2 separate regions of the Gossypium hirsutum genome follow, and region 1 is linked to region 2. The links are chromatin contacts, called in public Hi-C maps. All regions are on one chromosome and are shown on one strand. Each heading gives the region's core, a stretch centred on a gene start, on an enhancer-like site or on the middle of the called end of the contact. The rest is flanking DNA. Distances are from core to core; before and after follow the strand shown.

Region 1 (5,955 bases), core at 2,074-4,573, 570 kb after region 2:
GGAATATATATAGTTTTTATATAAAAATAAAAATGTATATTAAAATTTTAAAAAAATAAATTGAATTAAAAATTAAACATATTTTTTTTGTTTTTTAAATTTTAATATATTTTTATTTTTATTTATAAACTTGTTATGATTTTAAATTTTCTTACATATACTTTTGAATTTTTTAAAATTTTTTAAAATTTTAAAAATTGAATTATGACATCAAAATGACTTCATTATTGCCATATGTCACTGTCTACAAGTATCTGGAATGAAAATTCAAGGGATCAAGTACTAATTTGAGAGAAAGTGTTAAGTTCAGGGGTTAAATCTTAAGTACTATTTGAAATGTGGCAACCATGTAAGTACTTGGGCCATTTTCCCGTTTTATTTGCCTTCCTCATTGTACTAAGCCCATGTTTTTGGAGGCAGAGAAGGATGTTATGCCCAAATGGTTTTTTTTCTTTTTGCGGGGTGGGGGGGGGGGCTTACTGTTGCTATTTGTTTGATTGGCTATGAACCTAAAGCCATGCAGAAAAAAGGATAGGTATTTTGTTGCCTCTAGTCAATGCTTACAGATCTTGTACGTTTTTTCTTTTGTCCAGCAATAAGAAATTTTAAAACGGGTGAACTTAAGATATAATTTTATTATTTTTAAAATGATTAATATTTTTTTTCATTTTTAGGTTATTAAATTCACCGTTGCTTTTAAATATGAATATTGTGAATAAAAAAAATTGCCTCTAGAATTTTATTTCATATTGTGGATATAATCAAGGGTAAAATTTAGAATTCTATTGTTTAGTTTAGTGATTATAAATGTTCATTTTATCACTTAAGTTATGAGTTTGAATCGTGATGTGTTAATAATAAATTGCTTCTACGATGAGTATTTGAGTTTTTAAAAAAAAATCAAAACAAAAGCTAAAAGATAATTTTTGGAGAACTAAAATTGAACTATACATTTTTAAAGGTTAAAAATGAAATTTCATTATTATAATAACTTATAATTTTATATATTTTTTAAATTTAAATGCACTAATGTTTACCCTTTGATTTTCCCGCGAATTCACTTTATATTAAAATTGTATTTATTGTAATCATTTATTTATGTCAAGTTTTTTTATTTAACTAACCAAAATAATTCATTATTTATGAAAATAACTTAAGTTAAAACTTATGTACGTAAATGATCTGTTTTCTACAGTGATCGTCGGTGTCACTTGACACATAGGTAGCACCGCCCCCTCATAATTAATCAATCATCTTTTTTTTAACATAATTTTTGTGGGTGTCATCATTGTGTCAAACAACTCAACACTAGTATGTATTTTTTCAAAATACTTGTTAAAAATATGGGTATTCAGGAAGGAAAAAAAAAAGAAAAAAAATTTAATGAGTGTCGTCAGGCTGTCAGGCGGCACCCGTTGAAATTTTTTAAAAATATATATATTTTTAGGTTTCCTCATCATTTTAGGTGGCACCAGTGATATTTAAAAAAAAACATTGTAGAAAAAATAGTTCAAAGCTTTAGTTATTGTTTTAAAACATTTGGAGCTGGGCTACTAGGAGATCTGAACTATAAAATTCAATGAGAAGAAGGAAATCTCTTTTTTAGTCTTGAAATCGGTACGAAAGGATACTGTAAATGAAAAAATTGGTGGTTATTAAGTACAACGATTAAAGCTTTCAATTGAGAAAAAGAAGAGAAATTTGAATGGAAAAAGGAAAGAGAATAACATATATTGAAAATAGATAATCAAATATGAGAAAGGAAATAGAATAATATATATGAAAAATAGAGATATAAAAGGGTATTTAATATTTTATGAAAAATACATATTTCCGTATTTGTTATTTTCTTTTTTTTTTTCCATATCTGATTCTTTATTTTCCATATATGTTATTCTCTTTCCTCTTTTATATTTGATTCTTTATTTTTCATAAAATATTCAATTCCCTTTCATATTTTTATTCTAAATATTTATTATTCTCTTTCCTTTCTCATATTTGACTTTTCTTCTCTCATCCCTCTATCTTTCTCCCATGTCTCTTTCTCTCTCATCCTTTTATATTTCTCTTATATCTCTTTCTTTCTACTCTCATTTTTCCCTCCTTGAATATCCGTATTTGTAATGAATATTTGAAAAATTACATATTGGTACCACCTAACACGGTGGTGGTATCCAAAATTTTTTTAAAAAGTCATTGATTGGCTAATGATAAGGGGGCGATGTCGCCAGTATGTCAGGTGGCACTGGTGGTCACTGTAGAGAACATATAATTTTCGTACATAAATTTGACTAGGATTATTTTTGTAAATAATTATTTCTTTTAAGTTAATTGCATAAAAAAACCATTCACGTCACTTGTTAAAAGAAGGGTTATATATAGTATCACTTGATTTGTAGACTACTTTATATTAACTTATTACAAAAACTACATCCATAGGATTTGTCTTATTTTGGTCATTTTATTTTTTTAATTTAAGTATTTTAAATAAGATAATTGTGTGAATTAATCATAGCCGTTAAAATTTTCATTTTCTTTTAACAAATTATTGACGTGGCACATTAGCACATTAAATGACTGCCACATGACATTTTCTTGTTGATTTTTTACTAAAGTTTAGGGACCTCCCTTTAATTAGTCCAAAACCTTTTCCCCTTAAACTTTATAGAGAGATCTTTAAACTTTAATCAAAAGTCAAATAAAAAATACCACATGTCAATCACTCAATGCGCTATTGTGCCACATCAGTATTCTGTTAAAAGAAAACAAAAAATTTTAACAACAGTGACTAATTCACACAATTATTTTATTTAGAGTGATTATTAAGAAAAAAGTTTAAAATAATCAAAATAGGACAAACACTATTTTAAAGTGGCTATAAATTTAGGTTACCCTTAATAATATAATCTACTTAAATATGTATATATTTAACAAAAGAGATACAAAAGCAACTATGAACATAAAAATATTTATAATATATACACATGTATCTATACTATCATATAAATCATATAAATTTAAATCTTTAATTGAATTGTTGGGATAAATCAATCGGATACCAACTCACCTTAAAAATTATTAAAATATATTAAAAAATTATATAAATAATATAATTTATTTAAAAAATAAAATGAATTTGAGTGCACAATCGAAATTTAATTAACACAATTATTTATAAATTTTTATCACAATATCAATAATTATTATTACTTACTAGTACTTTAGAAATTAGATACACTTGTGGAGAATTAAAAAGAAAAAAGAAAAAAGAAAATAAATATCCTGTTAAATAGGGAATGGGTTTGCTAATTTTGGCTTAGGGGTTTCGAGAGAAATAGAGTAATTAAATTAAAAAAAAATAAAAGAAAAGATAAAATTGGTAAAGGGGAACTGTGATAGAGTGGCACAGAAAGGAAAATAAAAAATAAAAAAGAAATCGATGAAGAAAAACCCTAGAACCGGGATCGAGAAGGCTGTGTAGATGCATGTCGGCGGAATAACGTTGGATCTGAATTGGTTCCTGCAATTCATTTTCACGCTCTTCATTTTCGCATTTGTGTCTCTTCGCTTGCTGAAGAACACGGCGTCGAAATACTTCGAGGTCGACGCCAATTTCGATCGGGACCAACCAATGCCTTCCATCCCCATGGACGCCGATCACTTCCCTTGCGCCGTATGCTCTAATCCCGCCTTCAAGAAGTGCTCTCGTTGCAAATCCGTTCGTTATTGGTACGCACGCCTTTTTTTTTCTCCAGAAGAATTCGTTGTCCTTGTATGATCGTACTCCTTGATTGCTTTTTTTTTTGGCTGTTAATTGCTGTTGTTAATATTGTTTGAGCTGTTTCTTTAACGTTTCGGGATTATCGAAAAGTAAAAAAAAAAGAAGATAAAAAAGGTTATTTATTTATTTTTCTATGTTTTTAATACTCGTAAGCATCTTAGTGATTAACTGCTTTTTGAAGTTTCTCTAACTGTTATTTACTGGTGGCGTTTCTCTAACTGTTATTTACTGGTGGCGTTTCTCGACACAGTGGTTTAAGTGCTTATTGTTGACATTCGTGGGTTTTCTTTATCTATTTTAGTTTTCTTAATTTACTTTGCTTTTTATTAGTTTGGTTTGTTAATTATGGGTTAGAAAGAAGTGTTTTTGTTGTCGATGTTAGAACGTTTTCCAGGAATTTAGCTTCTTCTTTTAATAAAGCATTTGGCTTGAATTTTTTTTCTTTATAAACGTACTGTTGTGCTTAATCTAGGTTGAGCCTACTTATTGACACTGATTATGTCAATAAACTGAATGCCCAGCTAGTTCAGTGTTGAAATTTTGATCAGTCTATCAGTCAATTATACAAAAAGATGCCTTGATTGTAGTTATATTTGCTTAACTTAACAAAGGCCCCCTTTCTCCCGGTGCTGCCTTGACTTTAAAAGTTCTGCATTTGCTTTCTGGTATTAGAAAATGAGACGTGTCAGATTACAGGCCTGTGGGCTATGATTTGCGAACCTATAAGTTCGTCAACTTATGGTTACATAAATTCTTCTATCAAGTGGATGGTTTAATCTTTATGTTTGCTTCATTTTTCAGCTCCTCAGCCTGCCAACAGGTGGACTGGAAGGATGGGCATAAGACAAAGTGCAAAGTAAATTCAACACAAACTACAACCACCAAACCGTTTTCAGGAGTTGCTCTGGTTCCTGTCAGTGGAACCTCTAAGATTATCAAGAAACCGAGAAAGGTTAATCTTTTGGCCCTTTGTAAAACCAATATAAGTAAATATGAAATTCATATTCAAAATTTTCAGGTTCTTTTCCCATACGATGAGTTTGTAAAGCTTTTCAACTGGGAGAAACCAGGATTCCCTCCATGTGGACTCTTAAATTGTGGAAACAGGTTCATTTTTACCATGCTTATTAATTCTTCTAGTTGAAGCCTTCTTTACATATGATTAGATTAGATCAGTTTGTGTTCCATCTCTATTTGGTTTATCTTTTCCTGTTTGTTTCTGCAGTTGCTTCGCTAATGTTGTTCTGCAATGCCTTGTTTCCACTCGACCGCTTGTTGCTTACTTGTTGGAGAAAGGCCATCGGAAAGAATGTAAGTTGAGAAACTAGAGCTAATAGGTTTTCATCTCTAGGTTCTTGAACAGCATGTGACCTTTATATTTTTTATTTCCATTCTCCAGGCAGACGCAATGATTGGTGCTTTATGTGCGAATTTCAAATTCATGTCGAACGATCAAGACAAAGTTTGCATCCATTTTCACCAATCAATATTCTGTCACGGTTGCCTAATATTGGAGGTAATCTTGGTTATGGAAGACAAGAGGATGCTCATGAATTCATGAGGTTGGTATTACTTTGTATGTGATTGCATTCTCTTTTAACATCTACTGAAATTAACTTGAGGAAATTATGGATTACTGGATCTTTTTTTTCGTTTTATTCTTTCAGGTTTGCTATTGACACGATGCAATCAGTTTGCCTTGATGAATTCGGTGGAGAAAAAGCTGTTGACCGCAGCTCTCAAGAGACAACTCTTATTCAGCATATATTTGGTGGTCATCTGCAGTCTCAGGTGATGCATCTCATTAGCTTAGAATAATTGACTTTTCTTTCTCCTTTTCCATTTTAACTTAGGCCATTGATAAGGATACAGTGTCAATGGATCATATTAGTGAAGAATATTCTGAAACATTTTTTGTTTTTCAGTTTGCTTTCTTAATTTAGTTTTTGGGCTAGTTTAGCATTCTTTTGAGAAGTGCTGTGGAAAAGTGATTTAAAGAAGTACTTTTGAAAGTTTGGTTTAAGTTATCCCCCAAAACATTATACCTGTGTTTTAGCAAATAAGAGTATTACACCTCAACCTAGTGAGTTTGGAAGTAAAATATCCAACAATTAAAGGTGATTTCAGATGATTAGGGTCTAATGTCTTTTATAATCACCTTGCTTAGTGTTTTA
Region 2 (5,968 bases), core at 2,966-5,465:
TTTTTCCTAAACTTTCCAAATTATTTCAAATTATTCTCGAATTTTTTCTAAGCTATTTTTAGGGCCTCGAAGGCTCGATATAGGGACAAAATGTAGGATAATGAATGATTTATAATATATTTAAATTATTGAATGTTATGATGTTTAAATGTTTTTGATTGTTCAATAATGCTCTATAACCCTAATCTGACAATAAAGACGGGTTAGGGGTGTTACAACTCTACTTTATGGAAAGAGAAGGAGACGAAGAGAGTAGAAAGGGGAATGGAAAATATGAAAGAAAAAAAATAAAAACATGAATGTGGATGGTTTCATGTGCTAGGGGTGGCATACATTAGTTTAAAGACAAGTGAGAAAAATAGGGAGAAGAAAAGGAAAGAGGGGAATACATGGAGTGAAAATAGGGGGCAAAAGATGGTAAGTTGACTAGTTAAAGGAGGAAAAAAAATCTTTCTTTGCATGGTAACTAGGAGTGGATGGTTATGGAAGCTTTGATCAAAGTTTTATGATCCAAAAATTAAATAAAAAAAGTGAGAATGTAAGGAATTAAACATAGGACCTTTAGGAAATTAACTAAGCACTTAATCACTTAACTATTCACTAGCTTGTTATAATTTCTATAGCATTTATTTTAAAAACATGGTGTGACATTTACTAAGGTTTGAGGTAAAATTGCACCACATAGAAAATAATGTGACGGAAGGGATTCAAACACAGGTCATCAAGGACAGCTCCACCACTACTTAACCACTATACTTGATAGTTATATATTATCAAATGAGTAAAAGATCATCTAAAAATAATTCGGACGTGACCACTCTCAGTACATTAACCCAATTTGTACTAACCTGATTTTTGAGATGTGACATGTGGAGTATGCCTCGTGTGTCAAGCTAAAATAGAGAGTGACATCGTAATGCCAAAGAACATGACGTCGCGGTGAGAAACTGACATCACGATGAGAAGAAAATCTTCATCCCAACGACGCGACGAGATATGAAAATATGCAGTTGATTCCTTGGATGACAATTTTGGGATTATTTTCTAATTAGACCCTAATCATTTAATAGTATATTGCATTAATTAGTAAAGTATATATAGGGTAAGTGGGAAGCAAGTAACATGTAGGCTATATAAGTCACCTTAGAGCCATCAGGATTAGTGTGAGTTAGACCTAGATACATAAAATAACACAGTTAAGAGAGAATTATGTGTTTCAGTTTGAAGGGTTTTTCTTTCGGGGTTTCGGGTTTTGTTTGCTTTGATTCTCTTCATTTGTATTTTTCTTTTATTAGCGAATTCTCCTTTTGCCCGTGGTTTTTTATTCTTTTTGAGGAGTTTTTCCACATAAAATTTATATGTTCGATCTTTTCAATTTCTTCATTATTTTACTTATTCGTTGCTTACATGGGTTTATATCCAACCAAAAATAAAAATCAATAAAAGTTACAGAAAAATTATAAAATGCTTCTTTTGGTACAATAATTTTAATAATTTTTTTTATGAATTTTATATTTCTTTACATTTTTATAATTTTCTTACGACTTTATAAAATTTTATTATTTTTTCTATATTTCTATATATTTTATTATTTTTTACGATTTTTATAATTTTTCTAATTTAAATATATTTTTATTTTTTATTAAAATTTAATAATTTTTATAAATTTTATTGATTTTTATTTTTTAATCATTTTTTGCCATTTGTGACGCCGTGATTGTGACACGTGGAAGCTTTAACTGAAAAAAGTAGGGGCAGTTAACTTTAATGGTCAACTGTTAAAGTTAACAGTCAAAGAGCCTTTTTATTGCATTTCGAAAGTTCAAGTATCCAATTAAGTGCAAAAAAAATTAGGGGCTTAATTGCTGTTTTTGAAAAAGTTTGAAGGCCTTTTTGATGCATTTTGAAAGTTCAAGTACCCAATTGAGTGCAAAAAAAAGTATGAGCTTAAATGCTTATTTTTGAAAAAAATTGAAGGCTTTTTACACCTTTAAACCTATTTAAATGTTTGGGATATGGGTAGTAGTGGAAAATATATAATTATTTGTTTCAAAAAGTGCAATGAACAAGCCATTGGCTTATTTAGGTTCAAGTTTTATCATACGTGGGTTATTTTCCGATTTTATAGTTCAGATATGTATTTTCATTATTAGTATGTTTGTGCTTGTAATGATTTGATTTTGTTTGTAGTTATTTAGATTTGTATTATTTGGATGTTACCATGTTTATAAGTTTATCCAAATTTATTCTAATAACGTAATGGTATTTGAACTTAAATATTATAATTTTTAAACCTTCAAATTCACCATTTTACCAAAAAATTAATTTGGTTTTTTATATAATATTTTAGTAAATATACTTTTACTTACATGGTAAATGTGTGATAATTTAATATAAATGGATAAATCCATCCAATAAAACTCTTAAATAACCAATATTTTAAAAACTGGATTGATAATAAAACTGATGATATCATCATTTAATTATTATTTTAATGATAATTAATAAATTAATAAAATTCTAATTCGATTCAATAATCTAATTATTTGGCCCGATTTTTAATTTTTTACCATTCTAATCTATATATAACCTTAAAAGAAGCAGATGTAAAAAAATTCAGGTAGCCCATCAATCATCGAAGCGGGGAAAATAATGTCAATTTGTCATATGCAATGTCGTACAGGGTTAAATTTTATCTACTATATGTCTTAGGCCTCTAGGGTTCATTTGAGTTTAGTAATTTTACATTACGGGTAGAAATATAAATAAGTAAAAAGGTTAAAATATTTAAGTTTATCTACTCGTTATATATTTGAAGTTTAATACTTATATTCTTATGTTTATAAAATTAAATTTTTTTACTTTTTAAATTTTAAAATGTAGTTTCAATTTTTTATTATAAAATATCTAAAAATATTCATAATCTCTCCTAACTTTTAAAGAGAAGAATAAACACATTTCAAAACTTTTGAACTCACATCCTCCTTCACTAGCAATAATATTGATACCAACTGAGCTATTAAAATTCTTTTATTAAATTTATTGGTGTGATATTTTGAAATAAAAAACACTCACTTAATAATCATGTAACAAAAAATTTACGTTGTAATCAACTTGAATTCAATAAAAGTTTTTAATGATTTAACAATTAGGCTTGTATCCTTAAATATAGAAAAAAAAAACTATGTTTCTTAAAATAAAAGAATAAATGAATTTCAAATATATAAAAAATACAAAAAAATAAAATATACATCACTTTAAGTTGAACATTAAAATATGATTGACATCATATTTAACATTGGATAATCCCTTCTTTTTAAAAAGAGGAAAAATAATTTATTAAAAGCATATACCCTAATTTACATTTTAATCTAAAATACGACAACCTGCCAAAGAATTTAATCAATTTAAATGGTCGGTTCTGACGTGGACTTATATGGCTTCTTTACATTGAGTGCGACGAGGGCCAAACAAGAAACGCTACTTGAGTACAAATCAAATCCCAATTTCTTATTCTGTGTAGGTAATAGATTTAATTTAATTTACGTACTTCCTATATTAATCTCATTATACTTTTCAATATTAAACTCAAATTAGGGGTGAAACTATAAATATTGATAAAGAGTTGGGATACATGTTCAAAATAAACGCAATTAAATGTTCAAGGCATAATAATTCTTCCAATTTTATTAAAATAAAATATTTTAGTCTTCTATTTAGTTTTTCACTTCTTTTCGCCTTTAAACTTGTATTTTTGGTTAAGTTATCTCAAAATGAATAGAAAAATTAATGTTTTTTTTAACTTTACAGATATTGCATACACTTGAATGGCATCATGTCATCTTGTGTCTTAGTTTGCCTTCAATGTTTAATTTGGTACCTAAATTTTTTTCTTTATCAATTTAGTACATTAATTTGATTTCAATATACAATTTGGTACCCAACGAAATAGCACAATGTGGCCCAATAAATGTTTGGTACTTGTGCTCTAATAATAAAACATAGTACTTAATTGGAACAGAAAACTTAAATAATAAATTAAATATTAAAGCCAAACTAGGAGAAAAGAAAATTGAAGTGTGAAATAATATATTAACCCTAAAATTTAACCACAAACCAAAACGAGAGCTAAGTTGGGCAACCCAGGAAAAGTGGATCCGGTTACTATCAGAGCACTAAGTACAAAGGCATTCCCTATCTCAGTTTCTGCGGTTACGAAATCACCTTTAGATTCCATCACTGTCACCTACTTTTTTCCATATAAATAAATGAACTTTGGCTGTTATTCGAAACAAAAACTATCATGGTTTAAAATTGTTTCAGTTTCTTTCTCATCATCATCATAACTCTGCAACTAGCCAAAAAAACTTCCCAAAATGCAAAACCCTTCAAAGGTTACCCAAGAATCTGGCTCTGCCATTGATCTCGTTACGCAAACGGGTCACTTAGCTTTCAAAAAGAGCTTTTACAGCTCGAATTCTGATGGGTTTTCTTCATTCAAGCCAAATTACGTGTATTTCTCGGGGTTCAGAGGCTCGATTGCTCATAAAAGGCGTAGAGTTATAGCTGTTGCTTCGCTCAGTTTGGGTGCTCGAAACGGCGTTTCTTCGAGCGTTGGGAGGATCATGAACGAGTTCAATAGAGCGATTAAGTTTCATTGTGAAAGAATCCCGATCGGGTTTGCTTCGGTTCGGGTCGGTTCCGAGGATAGCAATGGAGTGAGGGATGACGGTGGCGGTGTTTTGGAGGTTGAAGGTTTGCCTTTAAATGGAGTCGAAGCTGAGGCCCCCAAAAAAGTTTTGATTTTGATGAGTGATACTGGTGGGGGTCATAGAGCTTCCGCTGAAGCTATTAAGGCTGCTTTTATGGAGGAATTTGGAGACGATTATCAGGTCAGTTTCCTTTTTGTTTGGATGCAAAGAAAATGTGGGCATTGGGCAAAAGTAGAAATTGAGAAATTTCATTTCATTTCATTTTTTTTTGGTATCAATATAGGCATATTTCAGTTTTATTTATCTTTATGTTTCTGCAGTTTCTTGGAAAATTGATTGAAGAATTAGTAGATAATGGGTGCATACGTTTTTAGTGTACTTTTGTTCTGTATGTCAAGATTGGTGTTATATTGCAGGTGTTTGTTACTGATTTGTGGTCCGATCATACACCCTGGCCATTTAATCAATTGCCAAAGAGCTATAACTTCTTGGTCAAACATGGATCATTGTGGAGAATGACTTATTATGGAACCGCTCCTCGGGTAATTCATCAATCAAATTTTGCTGCAACTTCGACGTTCATAGCAAGGTGAGATGTTTTTAGATTGTTTTCCTATATTATTTATGTTGGAGTCCTCTTGGTGATGGACTTTTGTTGCTAAAGCTTATAGCAAAGTACATGTGAGTTGGGGTGGTGTCAATGCTCCGGAGCGCTCTATGATGTTTAAGTCAGGGAAGGAGATTTTGTAACAGGTAAAGCAAGAGCTTAAGCTAGCAGAGAAGAAGTATGAGAGAGTGTAGATCGTGAGAGAGAGTTACTTGGGTATTTATACCTAGCCTTGGGGCATCAATGCTCCAGAGTGCTATCGGATGCTTAAGTTAGCAAAGGAGATTGTGTAATGGATAAAAAAAGAGCTTAAGCTAGCAGAGAAGAAGTGTGAGAGAGAGTTGGTACTTGGATATTTATACCTAGCCTTGGGGCATCAGTGCTCCAGAGTGCTATCTGATGCTTAAGTTAGCAAAGGAGATTGTGTAATGGATAAAAAAAGAGCTTAAGCTAGCAGAGAAGAAGTGTGAGAGGGATTTGGTACTTGGATATTTATACCTAGCCTTCGGGCATCAGTGCTCCAGAATGCTCTTTGATGCTTAAGTTAGAAAACGAGATAGTGTAATGGGTAAAGCAAGCTAGCAGAGAGGAAGTAAGAGAGAGGGAGTTGGTACTTGGGTATTTATACCTAGCCTTGGGGCTGCCTGTT

Evidence for each region. Hi-C and Micro-C count contacts between places; a contact is called where the count stands out from the background.
Region 1: a contact with region 2 is called in a Hi-C map of leaf, with 1.8 times the contacts expected there. The contact joins the promoter of LOC107901643 here to the promoter of LOC107901653 in region 2. A contact is called at or near these places in 3 of 34 Hi-C or Micro-C datasets (all in leaf).

The regions. Positions count from the first base shown.
Region 1 is chrD06:25,991,569-25,997,523 of Gossypium_hirsutum_v2.1, forward strand. It overlaps LOC107901643 (ubiquitin carboxyl-terminal hydrolase 18), which reads left to right and starts at 3,324. Exons shown (of 11, transcript XM_016827717.2): 1 at 3,324-3,729; 2 at 4,583-4,733; 3 at 4,800-4,888; 4 at 5,007-5,092; 5 at 5,181-5,343; 6 at 5,449-5,572. The coding sequence starts at 3,482.
Region 2 is chrD06:25,418,090-25,424,057 of Gossypium_hirsutum_v2.1, forward strand. LOC107901653 (monogalactosyldiacylglycerol synthase, chloroplastic) reads left to right here and starts at 4,216. Exons shown (of 8, transcript XM_016827729.2): 1 at 4,216-4,892; 2 at 5,129-5,301. The coding sequence starts at 4,377.